Regions from separate parts of the Sus scrofa genome. Here all the other regions are linked to region 1. Evidence: chromatin contacts called from public HiChIP or PLAC-seq and promoter capture Hi-C data. All regions are on one chromosome and are shown on one strand. Each heading gives the region's core, a stretch centred on a gene start, on an enhancer-like site or on the middle of the called end of the contact. The rest is flanking DNA. Distances are from core to core; before and after follow the strand shown. Region 1 holds the start of SNX18 (sorting nexin-18). Region 2 overlaps LOC100737060 (chondroitin sulfate proteoglycan 4-like). Region 3 holds the start of LOC100737060 (chondroitin sulfate proteoglycan 4-like).

Evidence for each region. Promoter capture Hi-C pulls out the DNA fragments that hold promoters and counts their contacts. HiChIP or PLAC-seq counts read pairs in DNA pulled down with a chosen protein or histone mark.
Region 2: a contact with region 1 is called in a promoter capture Hi-C map of fetal liver, with 8 times the contacts expected there. The contact joins the enhancer-like site here to the promoter of SNX18 in region 1. A contact is called at or near these places in 5 of 5 promoter capture datasets (fetal liver, fetal skeletal muscle, liver and 1 more), 36 of 47 Hi-C or Micro-C datasets (adipocytes, adipose tissue, alveolar macrophages and 17 more) and 2 of 2 datasets of contacts at active chromatin or transcription factors (alveolar macrophages and skeletal muscle).
Region 3: an H3K27ac HiChIP or PLAC-seq map of skeletal muscle shows a contact between it and region 1. The contact joins the promoter of LOC100737060 here to the promoter of SNX18 in region 1. A contact is called at or near these places in 3 of 5 promoter capture datasets (fetal liver, fetal skeletal muscle and liver), 7 of 47 Hi-C or Micro-C datasets (adipocytes, blood, embryonic fibroblasts and 4 more) and 2 of 2 datasets of contacts at active chromatin or transcription factors (alveolar macrophages and skeletal muscle).

What each region holds. Positions count from the first base shown.
Region 1 is chr16:33,775,698-33,779,057 of Sscrofa11.1, reverse strand. It overlaps SNX18 (sorting nexin-18), which reads right to left and starts at 2,094. Exons shown (of 2, transcript XM_021076956.1): 1 at 254-2,094. The coding sequence starts at 1,874.
Region 2 is chr16:34,090,481-34,093,552 of Sscrofa11.1, reverse strand. All of the region lies in intron 4 of LOC100737060 (chondroitin sulfate proteoglycan 4-like), which reads left to right. Among named protein-coding and RNA genes, the nearest start is that of ESM1, 100 kb to the left of the region's middle. Within about 2 kb of position 1,747, at least 6 of the 83 cell types and tissues checked have an H3K27ac peak or open chromatin away from gene starts, as enhancers often do. A contact at or near this core is called in fetal liver and liver, where this site is marked.
Region 3 is chr16:34,111,852-34,114,967 of Sscrofa11.1, reverse strand. It overlaps LOC100737060 (chondroitin sulfate proteoglycan 4-like), which reads left to right and starts at 1,289. Exons shown (of 13, transcript XR_002339749.1): 1 at 1,289-1,450.

The DNA of each region.
Region 1 (3,360 bases), core at 845-3,344:
GACAGCACTGTCATCTAAAGTATTCTCAGAACCTCTGAAGAATACCCACTCCCTGTCTGCAAATACTTTAAAGAGGAAGTTAGCTGCCCACAATCCATCCTATGCCTGGGGCATCGCCTAGGTGTCCACATTCCTCCTCGCTTGCCCACCTGTGGGATGTTAATCTGAAACAGACAATGGTCTCTCTGTCAAAGTCGCCCTTTCAGCCTGAACAATACATTCCACACCATTTACTCTGAAAGCCAGGCTTTACCTTTCTGAACGTGGATGATGTCGGGGAAGTTGGCCAGATGCCCCTGATACAGCGCTAACAGGTCCATGACAGGGTCCAGGTCCTGCCTGGGCTGCTCGGCGAAGAGCTCGCCGATGGCGTCGTAGGCATCTCCGGTGAAGGCGATGGCCTGGTTCAGGCCGACGGAGAAGGCCTGCTGGTCCAGCTCAAAGGCCTGGCTGAGGCCCCGGAAGGACTGGCCCACCTTCTGATACTCCTTCTTGAAGCCCGTCACCTGCTTGCGCGCGAACTCGTTGGCTGTGTGGTTGAGCTGCAGCGCGCTGTCGTCCATCTTCTTGGTGAAGCACTTGAAGCCATCGATCTTGCTCTCCACCTCCTGCAGGTCAAGGGCGGCGGCGGGGGGTGTGCTAAGGGTCAGGAAGAAGTTGGCGCCCACCATCTCGTCCTTCTCCGCCTTCCTCTTGCCCTGTTTCCAGGCCTTCTCGTCGGTGCTGCTGGGACACGTCAGGAAGTGCTGGAAGACATCGCACTGCGCCAGCACCGGGTGACTGGCCATGTGGTTCATCCACCAGATCAGGCCCTTCCTGCGTTTGGAGATGAAGTCCTCTTCGAAACGGCCAGTGGCCTGCTTCTCGGGCAGATGGGGCACCGAGATGACGGGGAATTTCTCCGCCAGACGCGCATAGAGCCAGTCGAAGTGCTTGTAGCGCCGATGCACAGGCACCTGAGTATGCGTGGGCACCAACTTGTAGGAGATGTAGCTCTTCATGCCCTTGAACTTGGTCTGTTTGGTGGGGTCGTCGATGGTGCACTGGAAGGGGTAGGGATTCTCTTGCCACTCAGGGCCGTAGGGCCCCAGCACCACGCACAGTTTGTCCCCGTCCTTCACGAAGCCGGACGCCTCGCCCAGCACGAAGGCCTCCCCGCCGGACTTGACGAAGGTGGAGAAACGGTTGAGGTTTCGGCTCACGGTGGCAGAGCTCTTAGCCCCCGACGGGTGATGCTGCGGCGGCACCGAGCCACCGCGGGAGCCCAGAGACAGATCGGAGCGCGTGGAAAGGCTGTAGCGTCCCGCCGCGCCGACGCCCCCAGAAGAGCCGTCGAGGTCCGGGTACGCGCCGCTGCCCAGCGCGCCCGGCTCGTCAGCCACCGTGGAGCTGTCGTCCCACTCGTCGTCCCAGTCATCGTCGCTGCCCTGGCTGGCCTGGTAGCCGCCACTGTAAAGCTGCTGCGGCGAAGGCTGCAGGGCGCCCCCGCCGTAAGGGAAACCGGAGCCTGGCGGCTGGAAGGTGCTTGGCGGCGGCGCCTGCTGCGGCTGCAGTAGTGGCTGGAAGGCGTCCGGCGGCGGCTTGAAAGAGGCGGGCGGCGCGGCGGGCAAGGGCTCGAAGCCGCCGGGTGGTACGTTGGCGTAGCGGGCAGGAACGCCCGGGCCGCCGTCACCCGCCGGGCCGGGCTCAGGGGCGCGGATCACCTGCACGTACGAGGCTGGGAAAAGGCCGCGGTCTCCGCGGCTGTTGACCCCCTCGAGCCAGCCTTCGATGTCCTGCTCGCTGCACAAGCTCAGCACCTCATGCTCCCGTAGCGAGATCTCCCCCGGGTTTTCCGACCTGAAGTCATACAGCGCCCGGGCACGCAGCGCCATGGTCACGGTGCCCCAGCGGGCTGCCCCCGACTCTCGGCGCTCCAAGCCCAGCGCCCGCCGGAGGGTCCCGCGGTGGTACCCGCGCCCTGGCGCGCGGAGAGAAGCCCCAAAGGCAGCGCTCACTCCTGGGCCCCCGCCCGCAAGTTGCACCCTCAGCGCCGCTCGGCTTGCAGCGCCGACTGCCGCGCTGGGCCGCCGCAGCCGCGGGTCGGGGGCGGGGCCCGCGGCCTCCCACGTCCCCAGCTGCGCTAATCCACGACCGAGAGCCGCGTGCCAGGCAAGAGCAAGCGATGGCCGAGCCGCCGCTCCCGCCCTCAGGTCAGACTCCGTGGCTGCCACTGCCCTCTTATGGCCAGTGCCGCTCAGTGAAGCGCAGGAGAGAGTTGGCGGGTGAAGGTTTCTATTCAGAAGTGAATTCTCTGAGAATTTTTTTGGCATTTAGGTTAAAAACCGTATCCTAGAAAGTAAGCTAATACTTGCATTCTTTAGAAGTTTTTCCACTCTGAGTCCTCCGTGAATGCTAAAAGAATACTTAACCCACGCATCTATTAAAGGATTTACAATGACTATTAGCGATTGCTATAAGACAGGACGCCTGTGTTGGAGGCTGTAAGCCAACGAGGGAGAAGCTTCCTTTCATCTTCTACCCACTGGAGAGCCCTTTGGTCAGAAGGGGAGGAGAGTGGCAAGAGCAAAGTAAGGAAGGCGCAGTGTTTGACAAGTTTAGAGGCTAAGGGTGGTGTGGGAAGGGAGGCGCTGAAGAGTTTACACTAAAATAAGTGTGCAAAGAAAGCTAGCGTTTTGCATAAGACACATATAGTGCAGGGAATGAGAGCTTAGACTTCCGCGCCAGACTGCTGGGTTCAATCTGCCTTCTGATAGTACCTACCTGTATGACCTTGAGTAAATTACTTATTGCACTCCCAGGTTTGTTGTAGGGATTTGATAATAATGGAATCCCTATTTACAGACGAGGCGAATGAAACAGAGAGCTTAAAATTTGGCAAGCGCTATATACATGGTCAGCACAGTTTAAATGTTTGCTGCCACTGCGGCTGCTATTTTTGTTATTTGGGGAAGCAAAAACCCTGTTCTCCTTCATAAAGAGAATAGGGGTCCTATTCTTCATAAAGAGAATAGGGGGTCACAATTCCAGAGTAAATGCCCTGGGAAGGGTACCAATGCTCATACCCCTGCTCTTGGTCTCAGATCAGTGACTCTCACTCTCCATTCATCTCACTGTATATTATTTTTAAAATAAGTAGATTTTAAAAATTACTCTCTGAATATTAATCAATTCTAATCTCCTAGAGGTGCCTTGTTTCACATCTTTTCCTTCAGTGTATAATTTGCCTAAAGCTTTTTCTTTTCAGAATCCCCTCTTATTAAGTCAAGCCTAATTATTCCTTTGAAGACACCTCTAATTGGGGTGTTAGCATTCATATGTCATTAATTTCATCCTGTCCTCTGACCCTTTTCAAGCAAA
Region 2 (3,072 bases), core at 498-2,997, 310 kb before region 1:
TGGCCAATTCATTATTTTGTTTTGTTTTGTTTTGGGGCCTCACTCGTGGGCATGTGGAGGTTCCTAGGTTAGGGGTCAAATCAGAGCTGCAGCTGCTGACGCCAGAGCCATAAGCAATGCAGGATCCGAGCCACATCTGCAACCTACACCACAGCTCATGGAAACGTCAGATCCTTAACCCATTGAGCAAGGCCAGGGACCGAATCTTCGTCCTCCTGGATGCTAGTCAGATTCGTTAACCGCTGAGCCGCAACGGGAACTCCTTGGCCAATTCATTATGGATTGTGCTTTGTAAGAAGTGTTTTTTTAAGCATGGTTGGTTGAAGTCTGTGTTGAGTTCGTGTGTTCTTGTAGCACCCATGTTATCCTTGTTCACGGTCAAGTTTGTGTTCCTACTCTTTCAGGTGAGCCCTTCCTGTTTTATCTTGCTTTATGACTCCCGAGGTCTCTAGGTTTTGAGACATGATCATTTTCGCTAAGAACCTCACAACTTGTGGTTATAGCCTATAGTGACTCAAAGAAGGAGAGTCCTGACCATTTTTGCCCTTCATTCATTCAGCTATAGTTTTTGAGTGTCCATTATGTGTCTGGTATATTAGTTCTGAGTACTGGGGATAAAGCAGGGAGCTAACCCAGCAATAATCCCTGTCCTTATGGATCTTTTTTTCCTAGTGGGGGAAAGATGGGGGCAGAGAGAGAGAATAAATGAAAGAAGTGAATTTGTAGAGATAAAGTAGTTGAATGAAGATTAGTGGTATGGAGAAAGTAAAGCAGGAAAAGGAGATAGGAAGTGCTGAGAACTTGACGTGTGTGTGTGTGTGTGTGTGTGTGTGTGTGTGTGTGTGTGTGTGTGTTGAAGTTCAGTTTCAAATATGGTGTGGTGGTTGGAGGGAGGGTGTTGAGCAGACCCCTGGAGTAGGTGATGGATGGCGAGCTCAGTGGATATGGAGAAGGAAGCTCATTCAGGCCAAGGGAAGAACAAGCGAACAGCTCTGTGAGGGGAGCAGGAGAAACTCCGTCTGGCTGGAGCTGCTCATATGGGGTGGGGAGGTGGGGGCAGTAGATGAGGTTAGGGAGGTCCAGTTTGGAAGGCTTTTGACTTTACCTTTGCCCCAGAGTGTGATGGGAAGCAATGGGAGAGGGAGGATTCGAGCAGAGAAGGGACCTGACAGTCCCTGCACATGTTCGTGAGAGGACCAAACACTCTTTAATATTTTAAGATTTTCTGCAAGTTTGTCATATACTTTAGATTCAGGTCAGCAGGTGTTTTTCTGGTGTTAGAACTAGGAATGGACAAATCCCCACCAAACCCTCTTGCTTCCTTTAGACTAATACCTACTGGCTGACATTTTAAATGGTACTCTGGGGGAGTACTACTCCATTGAGGAAATGACAGGACGTATTTCTTCTGAAAAGGTGACTTCTATTTAAATGCTCTCTTCCTAAAGCATACTAGATTAAAAATTCTCCTGCTCTGTGATAAATGCCATCTTCCACATTTGCTTTCAAATAGCTTGAAGCAGTGTGTTCTAGGAGCAAGTGGTCAGGCTGATGGTCTGGAGTTCCTCTTCCCATTGAACTCCAAAGAAATTCTCATGCACCTGTGTACAAGTGGCCACAACTTTCTCTTGAGACTGTTCATGAACTTTTCAACTCTTGTCAGAAACACCTCTGAAAGATCAAAAGTCTTTGCTCAAAGGAAATGCGCCACAGGACTGGGCAAAGTTGAACTGTGAAAAATGTTGGCTGTATTTTATCAAAACAAACACAACCCCAGAGGCTTTTTTAGAAGTTCAACTACTTCTCTTGGGCTTTGGAAGTACTCTGCTGTTGTATTTTTGGGTCACAGATTCACTGAAGCCAAGTTCCCTTCTAGCTTTAAAATTCTCCTGGTCTTTCTGATTTTGATCCTGAAAAGCTCGTCAACTTTTCCCTCAGAGCCTTAAAGGCAAGGAAGGCATTCTGATCAAATCTGTGGCTATTGCAAATCCAAGAGGAATAACTGATTCATTGGATGACCATTTTAGAATGAAAATTAGATGAAATTTACCAGGGATAAAAATAAACATTTGCATAGTGGTTATCACATTGAGAGAAATCTTGCTTGATAGACTAAGTTGGATACAATCATTACACTTTGTCCTCGGGAGGTATATAGTAGCTAGTTATGGGTAACATCTGTTAAGACATGCACCAAAAAATGATTGTATTCTGAAGCAGGAGAGGAGGTGGCAAGTGTAACCGTGCATACAAAGAACAGTTAAGGGAAAAATGCAAGCTTAGTTCAGAAAGGACTAGTTTGAGGAAACTTAATTAGTTGCCCTGATCCATATGTCTCCAAAGAGCAGAAATTCATCCAGTGCATGGAAACTTAAGAGCCTAAATCCAACATTCTGAATTGTCCAACAAAATAATCTACAACCTCAAAAATTCACCTCTCTAAAGAAACAAGTAGAGTCTCAATTTTAATGGGTGTTGTTAAAACCCATTGGAATAAAGGGTGGAGCATGTCACTTAACACATTTTAATGTTAGAAATACCTTTTGAATTCAAATTTTCTGGTAACCAGTCCAGCATTTTCTTTACTCCTCCACATTGCTCCATTACTTTGTTCTTCATTAAACTTATTTCTGGCATGCAGCACCGCTTCATAATTTGCACTCTGATTGTCAGAATCAAACTTCCTGAAATGAACACGTGCTTCTGTGTTTTAGAGTGATATTAAAAAATCAAGATTTTGGAGTTCCCGTCGTGGCTCAGTGGTTAATGAATCCGACTAGGAACCATGAGGTTGCAGGTTCGATCCCTGGCCTTGCTCAGTGGGTTAAGGATCCGGCACTGCCGTGAGCTGTGGTGTAGGTTGCAGACACGGCTCGGATCCTGTGTTGCTGTGGCTCTGGTGTAGGCCGGTGGCTATAGCTCCGATGATTCGACCCCTAGCCTGGGAACGTCCATATACTGCTGGAGCAGCCCAAGAAATGGCAAAAAAAAAAAAATCAAGATTTCTTTCATAGCATTTTTTTTCATATTTTAAGATTGCATTTCAGTGATTTGGTCATTTTGATGTTGTTG
Region 3 (3,116 bases), core at 40-2,539, 340 kb before region 1:
TTGGAACTAATTCTCTGCTCTTTGTCAAGTGTTCATCCTCTGACCAATCACTGGAAAGGTCATGAAAGTTGGTGCTGGCTCCCATTTTCAACACACTTGCACAAGGGTGGGGCAGAGAGTGTGGAGCAGTTCCCCTAGAGAAGTAGGGTGAGGTTTCCAGGAGAATGGAGGACTGTTGGGCAGAGGAAACCTGTCTGCTCAGGAGTTAAAGTACAGATCATCTATGCTTAAAAGCACTTCTGGGAGTTCCCCTTGTGGCTCAGAGGAAACGAACCCAGCTAGTATCCATGAGGATTTGGGTTGGATCCCTGGCCTCACTCAGTGGAATAAGGATCTGGCTTTGCTACAAGCCATGGTGTAGATTGCAGATGTGGCTTGGATTCTGCAGCACTGTGGCTGTGGTTGTAGGGTGGTAGCTCCCATTTGACCCCTAGCCTGGGAACTTCCATATGCCACCAGTGCGGCCCTAATAAGAAAACAGAGGGGTAAGAAAAAAGCACTTTATTACAGAACTAAAAAGGAAAGGAAGGGGAAATAAAATCATCTTTAATTTTATTAGGTATAAAATATCGCTAACATTGTTGCCCTTGTTAGCACACGCATTACCATTTTGTCAAACACCAATGTTGGAGTGAACACAGCCCAGAAACATGGCCCAGAGGCTGACCTAGAAGCCCGCAGCTCTGGCTGGTCAAACCCTGCCAGGCCCCGTTCTAGCCCCGTTCTCTCAGGAGGTGAGTGTTCCTGCACATGACTCTTGGGCCTTGATTCACGCACCTGATAGACTATTGCTTCAAAAACTCAGTGAAATTATTTTAGGGATAGTCCTTTTAAAATAAATAAAAATAAGGCTCACATTTGGGAAGGAATGATTACATCGCTTTTCTCCTCCCATTCTAACTCAGCATTCACCCAACACAGCTGACGGTGCCTGTGCTCCAGGTATGTGTTGGGGATACAGCAATAAGTTGGCGCTCACTCTGAAGCCTTAAGGTCTTAAGTAGGGTCATACCTCAGGAATGCTTCTCCCTCCAGCCACCATTTCTCCACAGTGCCTGCTCTCACACCTAACTCCTTTGCCAGGCAGGCTGGGGTGGGGGGGCAGGTAATCTCTCCCACCGAGCCTGCCTGGGCCCTGGAGCACGGGAAAAGTTCCGGTAGGCGCCGCGGTTGGCAAGCGACGCGGAGCGTGATGGGGACGCAACAGCTGCGGATTGCAAGTGGCTCTCCCCGCCCCCGCCCAGCCCCCGCGCTGGTTGGGGGCGGCGCCCCCTGGCCAGGCTCTGGGTCCCGCCGGCTGGCGGGGAGGGGTCGGCTCAGGTATCGCGGCCGCGGCCGCCGCCCGGGAGCGAGCGCTGGGCGCGGGACCGCCAAGGCAGAATGGGGCGGCTCGGAGCCCGCCGCCTCGTCCTGCTCGCCGCCTGCCTGGGGCTCTGCGAGGCGCTCGGAGGTACGCGCACCTAACTTCCCTTCCCCGTCCCAGCCTCGGCCGGGCGCGCGCGGAGCCCGCCAGGAGAGGGGGGTGGCGAGCGGAACGGGGGGCGGGGAGACCCCTGTACTCTGGGGGCTCCGGGAGACGCCGCGGCCCGGCAAGTCCCTCAGCGACCGCAAGTTTAACTCTCTGGCCGGGCCTTGGGAGCCGGGCAGCCGGGGGAGGAGACCGCTTGGTTCTGCGGTGACTCCCGGCCTCCGCGGAAAATTTCCAACTCCCCGCCCCGCGCGGCCCGGCCCCTCAGATCCCCGCCAGTTCCGGAGCCTGAGGGGCGGGCCCTGCGCTGACCTACACGCGGCCTTCGCCGCCGATTTGGGGTTTCAGAGCCAGACTTCTGGTGGCCCTCGGACGAGCCAGGCTGAAGGTTCCCGGCTGTCCTCCCTTCCGAGCCTTTTCAGCCCTGCCGCGTACCCAGGCCCCTTACTCGGTAGCACGTGACCCGCACGGGTTTGGGGGTCCCTGGCCTGTTCCATGAGCCCTTCCACAGTCCACTTACATTTTCTGGACTCGATTCTCCGAAAGTGCTTTAAATTTCCATGGCTCTTTTCAGTTGTCAAAGATTACTAACGCAAGACAGTTATGGAGACTTTTTACATAATGCAACTCAACAGTTGTGCCTTCCTGCTCTTCACGGCCCTTTGAAATTCAGTTCAGCTCAACAAAAAATTTTCTTCGAGACTGTTTAGAAAACACTCTAAATCAAAGGCCTTGTAAATCTTTGTGGTACGCTTATTTACTTCCCTTCAGTTGAATTCCCTAGGAGCTTCAGTCAGAGTCGCGTTCGGGCTGGGTGGGGGTTGCCAGGCCCTCAGAGTAGCGGGGCCTCACTCTCACCTCTGCGCATGCCTGTTCCAGCTCCTCCAGCTCTGCGCCTATCCGCTGTTGGGGGCCTCTTTTGAGCTCCTCCGTTTTCATCTCCCTCTTTCCAGATTCCTCTTCTGCTTCCTCCCGCGGCCCCTTCCTGCCTGGCGTCCAGGGTGGGTTAGGCGGGGTACTAAGGTCCAGGTGTGGGGCCGCTGTGACTCTGATTTTGGTGTGGCTTGAGAGAAGGTGCTAGTTGTAGACCCGGAGATCTGAGAGGGCAGTGAATGGCGTTGGGGGTCAGAGGGGTGGTGATGGAAGTCCCATGGCTTTGGAGACAGGTGGACTTGGTCTTTAATCTGGGTGCCACTGCATATTCTCAGAGTGACTTTAAGAAAATTACTTCTCTCAGTCTTGATGTTGCATTTGTAAAACTGGGATGATAATTGCTTCTTCTGAGAGACTTGATTAAAGCATGTGTAAGATCTCTTAGCAGCTTGGGAACTAATCAGTGCTCATTTCCTTCCTTGCCTACTCTTAAGAATTTTTTTTTAAAAAACTGGAGTTGATTTATAGTATTGTGCCGTTTTCTGCTGTACAATAAAGTGACACTTATACATATATATACATTTTTTAATGTTATTTTCCATCACAGTTTATCCCAGGAGATTGAACATAGTTCCCTATGGTATACAGTAGAACCTTGTTTATCCATTCTAAACTAGTAGTTTACATCTACCACCCCCAAACCCCCAGTTCATCCTACTCCCTCTCCCCTCCCCCTTGACAACCACAAGTCTGTTTTCCATGTCTGGGAGTCTGT